Regions from separate parts of the Mus musculus genome. Here regions 2 and 3 are each linked to region 1. Evidence: chromatin contacts called from public HiChIP or PLAC-seq data. All regions are on one chromosome and are shown on one strand. Each heading gives the region's core, a stretch centred on a gene start, on an enhancer-like site or on the middle of the called end of the contact. The rest is flanking DNA. Distances are from core to core; before and after follow the strand shown.

Region 1 (3,620 bases), core at 183-2,682:
CAATTTCTAACTCACTACAAGCTTTTAAAATTATAATCACTGATGCACGGGCTCTATTTTTTAAAAAGATATTTTCTTTAAAAAACCAAATGCCACTTCTAATAATCAGCATTAGCAGATTTAACAATGCATTTGATATTACTTTTTTACACTGTACAATGAAATGTCAAGCATTAAAGAGTATTCATCTTTCCCTCATCTCCGGCACAACGGTTCAACAGTAACATCAGTAAAATGATCACGCAGAGTCTGAATGATCCTGTTTCTGACCTCCTCCAATCCATTTCTACATCTCCTCACAAATCTCTATGAAAAAAAATCAATAGAGTGAGACTAAAGATGGTCATCCAGCCAGGTCCTCTGGCATGGCGAGTCATACCTGTGCCAGCTATAGAAACAGGCTAACCCTGTTACAGGTCTGCAATATATCCTGGGTTCTCATTCCATCAGACACAGGGACTACAACAATGGAAGACTTTTAAGTTGTGCCGACTACCAGCTATTTTCAGTATATTAAAATAAAAATAAAATTATGGTCACTAATTATTATACATTATACATGTTTGGTTTGGTTCTTAAGATAAGGTCTCAAACTCTAATACAGGGTGGTGTAGAATTCACTAAATAGCCCGGAATTGTCTCAAACTCATTGGGACCCTCTTGTCTCAGACTCCTGAATGCTGAGATTACAGGTATGAACCACAACACCTAGCTTATGCTATTAATATGTTATGGAATAATCATAGTTTAAAGCCAGTTAAATTATCAGATTCTACATTCCTTCCTCTACTGTGATAGCTCTGCTGCTAGCTAGCTTATATATTTACATTATATTGAGAATCTATTTGGGGGGGTTAAAGAGATCCGCCTACCCCAAAAGTTAAGAAAATAGTAATTTCCACTCTTTACCCTTTCTTTTCCCTGCTTCTCTCTTCAATAATCTGCAGAAGAACCACCGCAGATAAGGGGAGAGTAGATTGTATTCTAAGAAAGAACAGAAAACGTCCCGCAACCATCTGGGTCTACCTGAATCAGTATATTAACAAGCTCTAGCCAACCACGGCAGTGCATACAGGGAGACAGCAGCTACAGAGGGGTCGAAAGAGACCACATAAAGAATTCACAGATAGTCAGTAACTGGCCTATCCAGATGCCACTACTCAGTTGGGATCAATATAAACTGGGATGGATGGCTGTGGCTAGGACCATTGATGTTCTATGTTGCGAAGAAAATATGTAATTATTACAAAAGCCATCAGAAAATGCTGATCCGATGTGATACGCACAAGGACCCTGAATTACTGTTACAGTTATGATTAAACACGATTTTTTTCCTACATGCAAGAAATGCAGTAGGTGCTGAGTGAGTACCTCTTATTTGGCCAAATCACCCATCAGGCCACAAGGCGGGCTTGTTTGCCTTTGAAAGGCTGTGCCTGACTAAGCTGGTGTGGCTGGTTAGGCAGGGAAACCTGAAGTTCCTGCTGCCTCTACATTGGCTCACTGGTTTCATTACATTTTTAATTTTGCTTTTGAGGTCGGATCTCCTTCTGTAGCCATGGCTGGTCTGAACTCATCATGTATCCTAGACCAGCCTTGAACTCGGGGCCATACTCAAAGGCAAATTTGGAATTCAATCATAACGCTAATCTTTAAAGTTCTTACAATTCTTGTCTCTGTTGTAGATTTCTAAATTTACATTGCGTTTCATTAAGTTCCAATAAGAGTGCTACTTTAACTTTCTGAGTCAATCTTTAAAGATATGGTCAAGTGAATAAATCAAAGACACAGCCTCCTGCCCCCACCCCGCCCTGAGCCCATAAAGCTCACAAGGAACAGGGCGAGCTTTTAAAAGATGCTGAGTCACACTCCCATAGTCCACAGCAGGGGCTAAACCATGGGTAACACTCTACCTCACAGACTCTGGGGACTGCAGTGTCAGACACAGTCACTCAGCCATTCAAAGCACCAAGCCTGTGCTAATTAAAGACCGACGGAGCCCAGTGCATGGGTACACGGAAGGCTAAATACACATGTGTGTGTAGGCCTACGGGTATGGATATCTGGTGTTTTCATCTATCATCGCCCACTGTACATTTGGAGGGACAGCTTCTCCCTGAACCCAGAGCGCATCAGTCCTCGCTTGCCCTGGGGCTTCCCTCTCTCTGTCTCCCAGATGCTAGAGCTATAAGCGGCCTCCATGTCTACCCAGCTTTTATATGGGTTCTAAACATCGCAACTCCCTTCCCCACGCTTGCAGGGCAAGTGCTTTATCCACCGAGCCACCTCCACATTCACTAATTTAAAAAAAAATAATTAAGAATTGTTTATAAGTTGGCAATTTCAAAATACATACTTCCCTGCTGACTTTTCTTTGAACTCAGTTTAATATGGGACACTCTATAACATCCAGGGACCACCCTCTGCTCTCCTTAACAAAGCTCCACCCAATGTTTTTCAGACAGGGCATCATACATCCCAGGCTGGCCTTGAACTTCTGACCCTCTGGACCCACCTCCAAGTGCTTGGGTTACAGGCACGTGCCCCTGGTGGTTTTCTGTGGTACTGAGGATTAAAACCAGAACCCTATGCATGCTGGGTGAGCAAAGAATAAACAGACTGAGCTCCATCCCAGCTGTACCCCAGATTCTAAAGGAAAATCACACATTGAAGCTCCTTATGGAGGAAGAAATGCACCCTGGGACACCTTCCATCTTAAGTGAATGTGTGTCCCTCTACCTCCCCTGTACTACCTCTATTTAAAAAGTTAATTATATGTAGGGCAAACACACATGTTCACACACACACATGTGGACAGAGAGAGACCAACAGAGGGACTGAGATAGAAACAGAGCCCCACACCATAGACCAGGCTAGACAATAACACCCTACCTGTCCTTGAACTCACCGCCCTCCCACCTCAGCCAACCCAAGCCCCAGGAGAACAGGCAAAAGCTGCCACACCTGGCTTAGTCTCATGACTCTAACTAACATTCTATCTACAAGACAGGTTATGTTTAGCTTTTATATTTTGTTTTTTAGTCTTTGCTAGATGCAGAATAGGTAGAAATTGTTTCTTTTCCATGTTACTGGGCTGGGACACCCTTTGAGGAAACTGTCCTGGGAATGAGCATGGGTGAGTGACAGCCACAGCATGGGCACAGAGCTTAGTCCCTACCTTCCAGATTGAGGTAGGGTCTCTGGTCCCTCACTGCATAACTAGTCCCTCACTGCATACCAGGCTGGCTGGCTGCTCACTGAATCATGTCCTCAGCCAGGGGAGCTCTTCAGAGATTCTCTGGTGGGGACTAACAGAACAGCCTGCAAAGTTCAAGGACAGCTCCTTCCTTCTACTGTACAGACCACAGTCAGAAGTATCTTTTTAAAACAGCAGAAGCCAGCCAGGGGCATTGGCACTGAGAATTAGAGACGAGATGTCCCAACTCTCCTGCCTATCAAAACCAGGTCTGTAAGGAATGATGGCCATCTTATCCAATCACTAACAGACAAAACCTTGAGAGAACAAAGCAATTCCCACCCTCTTCCCCACCTCCCGTCACTCCCGCTAGCCAGAGTCACCCTCAGCTACCCAGAGTGCTCCACATGGTGCCTGTGGAGTA
Region 2 (4,037 bases), core at 446-2,945, 170 kb after region 1:
CAGTGGCACACGTGGGAAGGGGAGGCAGAAGGACCAGAAATTCATGATCATCCTTGGTGACGTCCTTTGAGGCCAGGCTGTGGGACATGAGTCTACCTCAAAAAAGGAGACTTCCTTCCCACCACTGTCCTCTGCCAGATTGATGGTTGCAAGGTGGCTAAAGCACTTGCTCTACAGCCTATAGATACTGTGAAGAAGTAAGGAAGGAGCTACTTTGCCTGGCAGCCTCTCTCTTTTGCTGAGGAGGATGCCTTTTCTCAATGTCCCATCTTGCTCCGTAGGAAGTGGACAAAGCCCTAAGTGAGATTGTATTGCTGACATAGGCACAGCTATAACAAGGGTCAATGCCCCAGGGCCATGGGACATCAGCAAAGCCTTTCTCCACGTGGGTCAGGGTGGAAATTGGCAAAGCCTTCCTCCTCTGGCCTAAGTATGAGTGTTTAAAGATGATGGATCCGTGTGTACAAACTGAGCAACTGCAGCTTCCTCCTCCCAGACAGAAAATAGGCTGGAAACAGAGACCTCCTACTGTGACTGGCTAAAGCCTCTTTTTGTGCTGAACATATAAACTACTGAAGTTCCAGTCAGCAGCAGGTGTAGCTCCATCTAATGGCACATAACCCGCCTGATTCTGTATTGCTAGAGTGTGTCTCTATCACTGTCTTTTCTTCATTTCCTGCCTGCCTCTACTCAGAGTCCCCAAGACCAAACTGTGCTGAGAAAGGCCACATTTGGTTCCCACACACCCAAATTGGAACCCCCAGTAAGGATGGAGGCTCAAGCTGCTCCCAGCATGGTCCCCACTGCAGAAACCACTCTTGACTCTCCCAGGGCCTTGATGTATTCCAGCAACATATTTCAAGTGACTGTGGATATTCAAAAGTACTGCTTCTTACACAATTATTATAAAAATTTTTCTATTATTCAATCATGGTTAAAGTCACATTCACTAAGTATATAGATTTTATTTCAGATCCCAATAAACAATAATACACACACACACACACAAGCAAAGGGACTGGAGAGATAGCTGTTCTTGCAAAGGACTCAAGTTTGGTTCCCAACACCAACAACAGGCAGCTCAGAGCCTCTGGCTCCAGCTCTAGGAGATCTGAAGCCCCTGGCCTCTGTAGGCACCTGCACTCATCTATACACACAGAGACACACATTCATGGGCATAGTCAACTATAATAAGAAAATTAATAAAAAGAGTAAGCAAGTGTGCCTTAGTCAATGTTCCATTTCTGTGAAGAGACACCATGACCAAGGCAACTCTTAGAAAAGAAAGCATTTAATTGGGGTGGCTTGCAGTGTCAGAGGTGCAGTACGTTTTCATCATGGCAGGAAGCATGGCAGCACTCAGGCACCCACGATGCTGGGAAAGGGGCTGAGAGTTCTACTTCTGGATCTACAGGCAGCAGGAAGAGAGAGACTCTGGGCTTGGAGTGCCTTTTGGAAACCTCAAAGCCCACTCTCAGTGACACATTTCCTCTCAAAAGGCCACACCTTCTATTTCTTTACAATGGTGCCACTCCCTGGTGACCAACTATTCAAATCTGAGTCTATGGGAGCCTTTCTCATTCAATCTACCACAGCAGGGCATTTTTAAGTTTCTTTGTTATTGAGTCTACTCTATTGTCTTAACATTTTGCTAAATCCATAGGTTTGGGTTTTTTTGTTTGTTTGCTTTTTAGTTCCCACTCCTATCCCCGCCCAGAGACTGTGTATCCCTGGATGTCCTGGAACTTAATATGTAGAACAGGTCTTCTTGGGCTTTTACTGCTTTGAACAGACACAACCAAAGCAACTCTTACAAGGACATTTATTGGGGCTGGCTTACAGGTTCAGAAGTGCAGTGCAGTATCAGCAAGGCAGGAGCATGGCAGTGTCCAGGCAGGCATGGTGCAGGAGGAGCTGAGAGTTCTACATCTTCATCTGAAGGCTACTAACAAAATACTGACTTCTAGGCAGCTAAGATGAGGGTCTTAAAGCCCACACCCACCGTAACACACCTATTCCAACAAAGCCCTACCTCCAATTAGTGCCACTCCCTAGCCTAAGCATATGCAAACCATAACGCACTAGCCTGCCTATTCAGAGATCAGCCTGCTTCTGCCTCCCCAGTGCTGGTAATTAAGGCTTGCATTACTACCCCTGGCAAATCAGTGGTTTCTAAGTACAAACCACAGAATGAAAACCAGCCCACGAGTCTCTGAGCTTCACAGTAATGTTCTCCACTGGTAGAATTCAATTACTACAGCCAGCATGCCTGAAAACAGCGCACAGTTGATGTACCATTCCATTTGAGTTCACTGAAATAATTGCTTATATTTCTATTAGGCACGCATGCAAGATCCAAACGTTAAAGAGGCAACTCTATTATTATGCATGTGAGTGCTGTTTGAAACATTAAAACAAACGCAAAAACATTTTTTTTGAGACTATGTGACTAGCAAAGTTTTAGTGCAAATGCACTATTTGAAGTGGCTTTTTGTTATACTGAGGCATATTCACAACTGTATTTAAGCCAGCTCCGGAGTCACCCCAAACTTAGCAACTTAAAACAGCAGTGCTCATTTATTTAGTTCATGTATCTGCAATTTGATCAAGTTTGGGAGAGGCAGTGACTCTCAGCCACCCCAGTATCTGTTGAGGAAGCTTGACTGGGGAAGATTCCACTTCCAAGATAGTTGGCTGTTGTAGGAGTTGGTACAGTTCACAGCCAGTTCAAGCTACTTTTTAAAAAAATAAAACTCAGATGGAATGGCCTTAACCTTTCTTGCTCATAGTTGTGAATGCTAGACGTCCAGGGTACCAGAATGATGGCGACTGGCGAAGGCTCACTTCCTGGTTTACAGATGACTCCTCTTATATCTGCGACAGGGAGAGAAGGATTGAGAAAGAAAGTCAGGAGGACAACTCTTTTCTTATAAGGGCACAATCATGACATGCGGGCTCTCTGTTCATATGGATTTGGGTGGAAACACTTCGCAGGTATTATTAACAGGGGGCGCTCTTCTGTAAATTCTGTCAGGACTATTGTCTGAGAACATAGGCCCTTGCCCCATGAGTATATGTCTCGATTTGGGCCGTAAAGCATGGAGGAAACAAATTCCTCAAACCCAGTGGGAAAGGTTCTAATACTTTTGTTTATTCATAAACGGCAAAAAGCAGATAAATGGGTTTTTTGGGGGGGGTTGGTTTTTTGAGACAGGGTTTCTTTGTATAGCCCTTGCTGTCCTGGAACTCACTTTGTAGACCAGGCTGGCCTCGAACTCAGAAATCTGCCTGCCTCTGCCTCAGATAAATGGTAAAATGGGCCCACATTCGTTCGTTCACACAAACACTCTCTCACTAACCTTTCTAGTCTGGCAGGTGTACCCTGAGTTCCAAGCAGCAGGCAGGAAAGATGCGATTCAAAGTGGCGTGCAGCCTTTGCTAGATAAGCAGCGGATGTCCGTGTGGGGTCCACGCGGCACAAAGTTTCTCCACAAGACTCTTGGGAGTTGAGCCATTTTGCCATGTCCACTAGAGTTTTAAAGCTAAATTCAGCCAATTACAACTAAGGCGTTCCACACATTATTCTCTCTCTCTCTCTCTCTCTCTCTCTCTCTCTCTCTCTCTCTCTCTCTCTCTCTCTCTCTCTCTCTCTCTCTCTCTCCCCATGGCCTGGTTCTCATAGTTATCTAGGGCCACAGCGACATGCCCATGGCATTGCCCCACCGCGGGCTCAGGGCAGTGGGCGTGAGTTCTTTATCATTCTCTCTCGCTAATTCTACCGCCCATTATCTGCAGCCGCAGAAAGCAAAGCCGAAGCCATGGACGCCCCTGTGCTTCAGGGAAATGTCCTCTTTACAGTAGACCTGTCTCAGGCTTCATCACAGCATGGCAGCTGGATTCCAGATGCAAACTTTCTCATAGGAAATCATCACCATCAGTATCTTAAGGATTGCTCCAGACTCTATCATAGCATTAAGCCTGTCTGTTGTATTCTGTCAGATAAGCAATGGTGCAGACCATACCTAAACTTAAAACAA
Region 3 (3,875 bases), core at 1,327-3,826, 250 kb after region 1:
TGCAGCACGTTTGTAGCCTGAACCAGCATGCTTGGTAACAGATCGCAGTGTCCTGAGGCTGAAACAAGGCTCACTTGAGCAAAGTCCAGGTGCTGGCCAAGCTATTCTGTTCTGAGTCACCAGGAGAAACCTCTGCCCTCATGCTAGAAGCCTTTCCTCAGCTAAACCTGTTCTCAGCTTCCTTAGTGACTGACGCTACCTTAAATTCAGGTGCTCACATGAAAAGGCATGGATGACCCCACGTGTGTGTTTGATTCCTACACGTGGCTGTGTGCTTTTCCTGGAAGCTCCCTTCTGTTAATCCTTCCTTGTGCTGCCCATGGTTCTTGGATGTTGCTGTCTCCCACCTCCCGCCTTTGCCTGGTTCTCAGCCTTGCAATCTACACTGTAGGAAAGGCTTTAGAATATGAACCAGGAGGTTGGGACACTTGTGGGTGCTGGTAGATAATTCTTTGACAGTGTGCCAATTTTCTCATAGCCTGCTGAAACTTTCAGTGGGGCTGAAACTTCCAAGTAAAGTGGGGACTGGCGAGTCAGCCTAGTCAGTGAAGGGTGTGCTGTGCATGTTCCAGCATCCGAGTTTGCTTTCCCAGCAGCCACGTGTAAAGTCAGACATGGTAGTGCATATGTGTGCACTTAATGAACATGGCCAGGCCACACGAGATAGCTACATATTAGGTAGGATTGCTTGGTCATTGTGACTAGGTTAATTCTATAGGTTTCTCCATTGAGACATGAATATTTTGGCTATGCGTGATGTTGGCGTTCTTGGTGATCTAGATGGTTTCAGATAAGCTCCAGGTTTTTAGTGCTTGCTCCAAGTTTTGCAAGGTTAAGTGAAAATAACAGTGGCATTATGAATATGGCCTAGACATACATCCAAAATATTTAGAAGTAGCTGTGTGTGGACCAGACTAGATGGCAGCTCAGTAGGGAAATAAGCAGGTTTCTATCTAGCAGAGTAATTGTGTATCTGACACCACATTAATAACTTACATTTATCATGGCCTCAGGTATTTACAAACTACAACTTTGCATACAAACCTATTTTGATCACCCAGTTTTGCAGTAAGTAGACTTATGTCCTAGAACCTTCTAGTCACTAAGAATTGAATTACAAATAGTTTGAGCTCATTAGAGACCTGTTTACCAGATTGCTGCTTAATTCTCAAAATTTGAGTCTCTGGGTATATGTACATCTCTGGCAGGACTTTCCTGAGATGAAAGAACTAGAGCAATTGATTCACTAGAGAAACTTGTAGTTCAGACAAACTTGTAGCTCAGCAGAGATGGTCCATGTGAGTACAGATACAGTGGCTCACCCCCTAGACTGTGAACCTGGAGTAATTCAGAGAAACCAGGCTGAGAAAAATCATCACTGAATCTCAACTTTAGAAAGCAAAGAAATTGTCGCGATCCTTTCTTACAGATAAGGAAAATGAAGTTCACAAAGGCCAGTAGTGTGTCCTAGGTTACATGCTCAATTATTCACAGAACTAAGGCCAGTAGTGTGTCCTAGGTTACATACTCAATTATTCACAGAACTAAGTTAAAAAAATTCTTTTCAGGCCTGAAGAGGGAACTGAGCAGTTGAGAGTGCTTGCGCTTCTTAACACTTAAGTATGGTTCCCAGCTCCTGACTAACTCTTGGTCCAGAGTGGCCTGGCCTGGCCTTTGCACATACCTGAACACATGTGCTATGCACACATATGTGTGTAGACACAAAAATGAAAATACTATATTTTCTAAATGAAAGAAGCTGGACCTTTTATTGAATGTAGCATCTGCCTGTAATCCCAGCAATGGGGATCTGGGGTCTGGGGCAGGAGATTCAACACAGCAACCTCTTGTCCAACCGTGATTACAAAGCAAACTGTCTTAAAAACAAAACGAAAGGGCTGGAGAGATGCTCAGCGGTAAGAGCACTGACTGCTCTTCCAGAAATCCTACGTTCAATTCTCAGCAACCACATGGTGGCTCACAACCATCTGTAATGGCGATCTAATGCCCTCTTTTGGTGTGTCTGAAGACAGCTACAGTGTACTCATATACATAAAATAAATCTTAAAAAAAAAAAAAACAAAAATAAGAAACCGAGTCTTCCTAAGCTTATGTCCTAGCTGCTCTTTCACTGAGTCCAGACTAGAAATTACAGCGCGTTCTAGCTCCTAGACTACCTTGGCTGTCCCCTGAGGGCTCTGGAACACTACCCACAATTCGGGTCCAAGACTACATTGCTCCGCTCATGCAAGAAAGAATCCAGTCCTGCCACTCACATGATCCTACAGCTAAAGTTCCTAAGTCTGATTCTGTCTAGTTCAATTGGCCATGTAAGCATTTAAAAATGGTCTGGGAGACTTCTGGAGCTGGGGAATGCTCAAGTCACAGGCCTGACCTGGAAAGACAGGGAACAGGTAGGGTGATGACCTGGCTGGGCTCCAAGCCCAGGAGCTGGAGAAAAGTTTAAGTGGTACAGGACCGAAGAGGCGTGGCTTTGGTAGGGCGTTGCAAAAGGGGCGTGGCTCTGGGCGGGGACTTGACAGGAAGGAGGAAGGCCAGGCCCGTGTGGCGACCTGGAGCAAGGGTTGGCTTTCAGCGGTGGCCACAATGGCTGCTCACTGCCGGGGCACAGAGCTCGGTAAGGGCCAGCGGGTTGCGCTCCCCTTCGCCAGGTTGGGGGTGGGGGTGCCCAGGGCGATCCCCGGAGGGCGGAGACCTGAACTGAGGCAGAACTCGGGGACAGCCCTGTCGCCAGGCTCTATGCAGTCTTAACCCTTTAAGCGGAAGCAAGGAAGGGTTAATTAGATCTTTGCACTATGTAGCTCTGTGGTCGCAGTAAACCAACCCGAGTGAAAAGCCTGCCGGGTACTTGTGTGCCATTCATTTACTGCCGGACTCACGTAGCCATTCCCAAAGTTGGCTGTGCTGGTGGTCATCGCCGTCTGCTAAAAATGATTTTAAATGCTTAGACAAAATGTTCTTTTTAAAACTATTTTTCACCTTATTGATACTAGTTCAGATATTTCTGGGAAAAAAAATTAAAAGTCTGTAATTCAAACGTAGCAAAAACGTGACTGAGCCAAATGTCAATGACTTAACTTTGCATAATAGATTGTTTGCTTTGTATCCTGGACCCTCTTAGGTGTGTGATTTTGGGTAAATTACTCACTCTGTGCTTATATACCGGCATCTGTAAAGTAGTTATTTATTAGGAAGCTACTTCTGTCTGAAGGTGGTTTGGATAGTGTGAGGAGGGGATACTTGGAGCCGCTGGTATATTTCTCTGCACTTAGTGTTGAATAAGCAACGATAATGAGCGCACTAAGTTCTTTTCATAGGGACTGATTTTGAGTGGCTGTGAGTGATACACAGGGTTACTCTTTTCAGAAGGGACTTGCCAGTCTAGACTTTAGAAGTGTTTAGAATTGCATGCTTGACAGGTAGTCTCTGTACCAGGTTAATGGCACTTTAGTCCCTCTCTCCAACAGAGCCTTACACTTTATCCCTGCAGTGTAAACTTTAGCAGTGACCCTGGAAGATGGACTAAGGGCTGAAGATGAAGCTAGTCTGCATCTTTGTACAAGGTCGAGGATGTAACATAATTCCCCCCCCCCCCCAACAGCTCTTTTAAAGTTTCAAATTTTCCTTTCAGGAGATGCAATTAAGCCAATTTTACTCCCCCCCCCCCCCCCCGCCCCCAGCCCCTAGGTTTCTCTGTGTAGCTCTACACTGTCCTGGAACTCACTCTATAGACCAGGCTGGCCTGGAACTCAGAAATCCACCTGCCTCTGCCTCCCAAGTGCTGGGATTAAAGGCGTACGCCACCACTGTCCGGCCATTTTTACTTTCTTAAAGTGTAAGTCCTGGGCTGGGTG

Evidence for each region. HiChIP or PLAC-seq counts read pairs in DNA pulled down with a chosen protein or histone mark.
Region 2: a contact with region 1 is called in an H3K27ac HiChIP or PLAC-seq map of embryonic stem cells, with 18 read pairs. The contact joins two enhancer-like sites. A contact is called at or near these places in 5 of 39 promoter capture datasets (the 3T3-L1 cell line, the C10 cell line, liver and 2 more), 2 of 15 datasets of contacts at CTCF or cohesin (the NIH/3T3 cell line and large pre-B cells), 3 of 484 Hi-C or Micro-C datasets (the F1.1 cell line, bone marrow-derived macrophages and ventricular fibroblasts), 7 of 115 datasets of contacts at active chromatin or transcription factors (embryonic stem cells, pancreatic cancer cells and stem cell-derived neural progenitor cells) and 4 of 9 other capture datasets (adipose tissue, liver, macrophages and 1 more).
Region 3: an H3K27ac HiChIP or PLAC-seq map of embryonic stem cells shows a contact between it and region 1, with 5 read pairs. The contact joins the promoter of Dera here to the enhancer-like site in region 1. A contact is called at or near these places in 1 of 39 promoter capture datasets (liver), 1 of 15 datasets of contacts at CTCF or cohesin (the NIH/3T3 cell line), 1 of 115 datasets of contacts at active chromatin or transcription factors (embryonic stem cells) and 3 of 9 other capture datasets (adipose tissue, liver and pancreatic islet).

The regions. Positions count from the first base shown.
Region 1 is chr6:137,501,764-137,505,383 of GRCm38.p6, forward strand. The region is part of intron 16 of Eps8 (epidermal growth factor receptor pathway substrate 8); the gene reads right to left. Among named protein-coding and RNA genes, the nearest start is that of Eps8, 150 kb to the right of the region's middle. Within about 2 kb of position 1,433, at least 27 of the 459 cell types and tissues checked have an H3K27ac peak or open chromatin away from gene starts, as enhancers often do. A contact at or near this core is called in embryonic stem cells, where this site is marked.
Region 2 is chr6:137,668,011-137,672,047 of GRCm38.p6, forward strand. No RefSeq gene overlaps it. Among named protein-coding and RNA genes, the nearest start is that of Eps8, 21 kb to the left of the region's middle. Within about 2 kb of position 1,696, at least 4 of the 459 cell types and tissues checked have an H3K27ac peak or open chromatin away from gene starts, as enhancers often do. A contact at or near this core is called in embryonic stem cells, where this site is marked.
Region 3 is chr6:137,752,001-137,755,875 of GRCm38.p6, forward strand. It overlaps Dera (deoxyribose-phosphate aldolase (putative)), which reads left to right and starts at 2,577. Exons shown (of 9, transcript NM_172733.1): 1 at 2,577-2,638. The coding sequence starts at 2,608.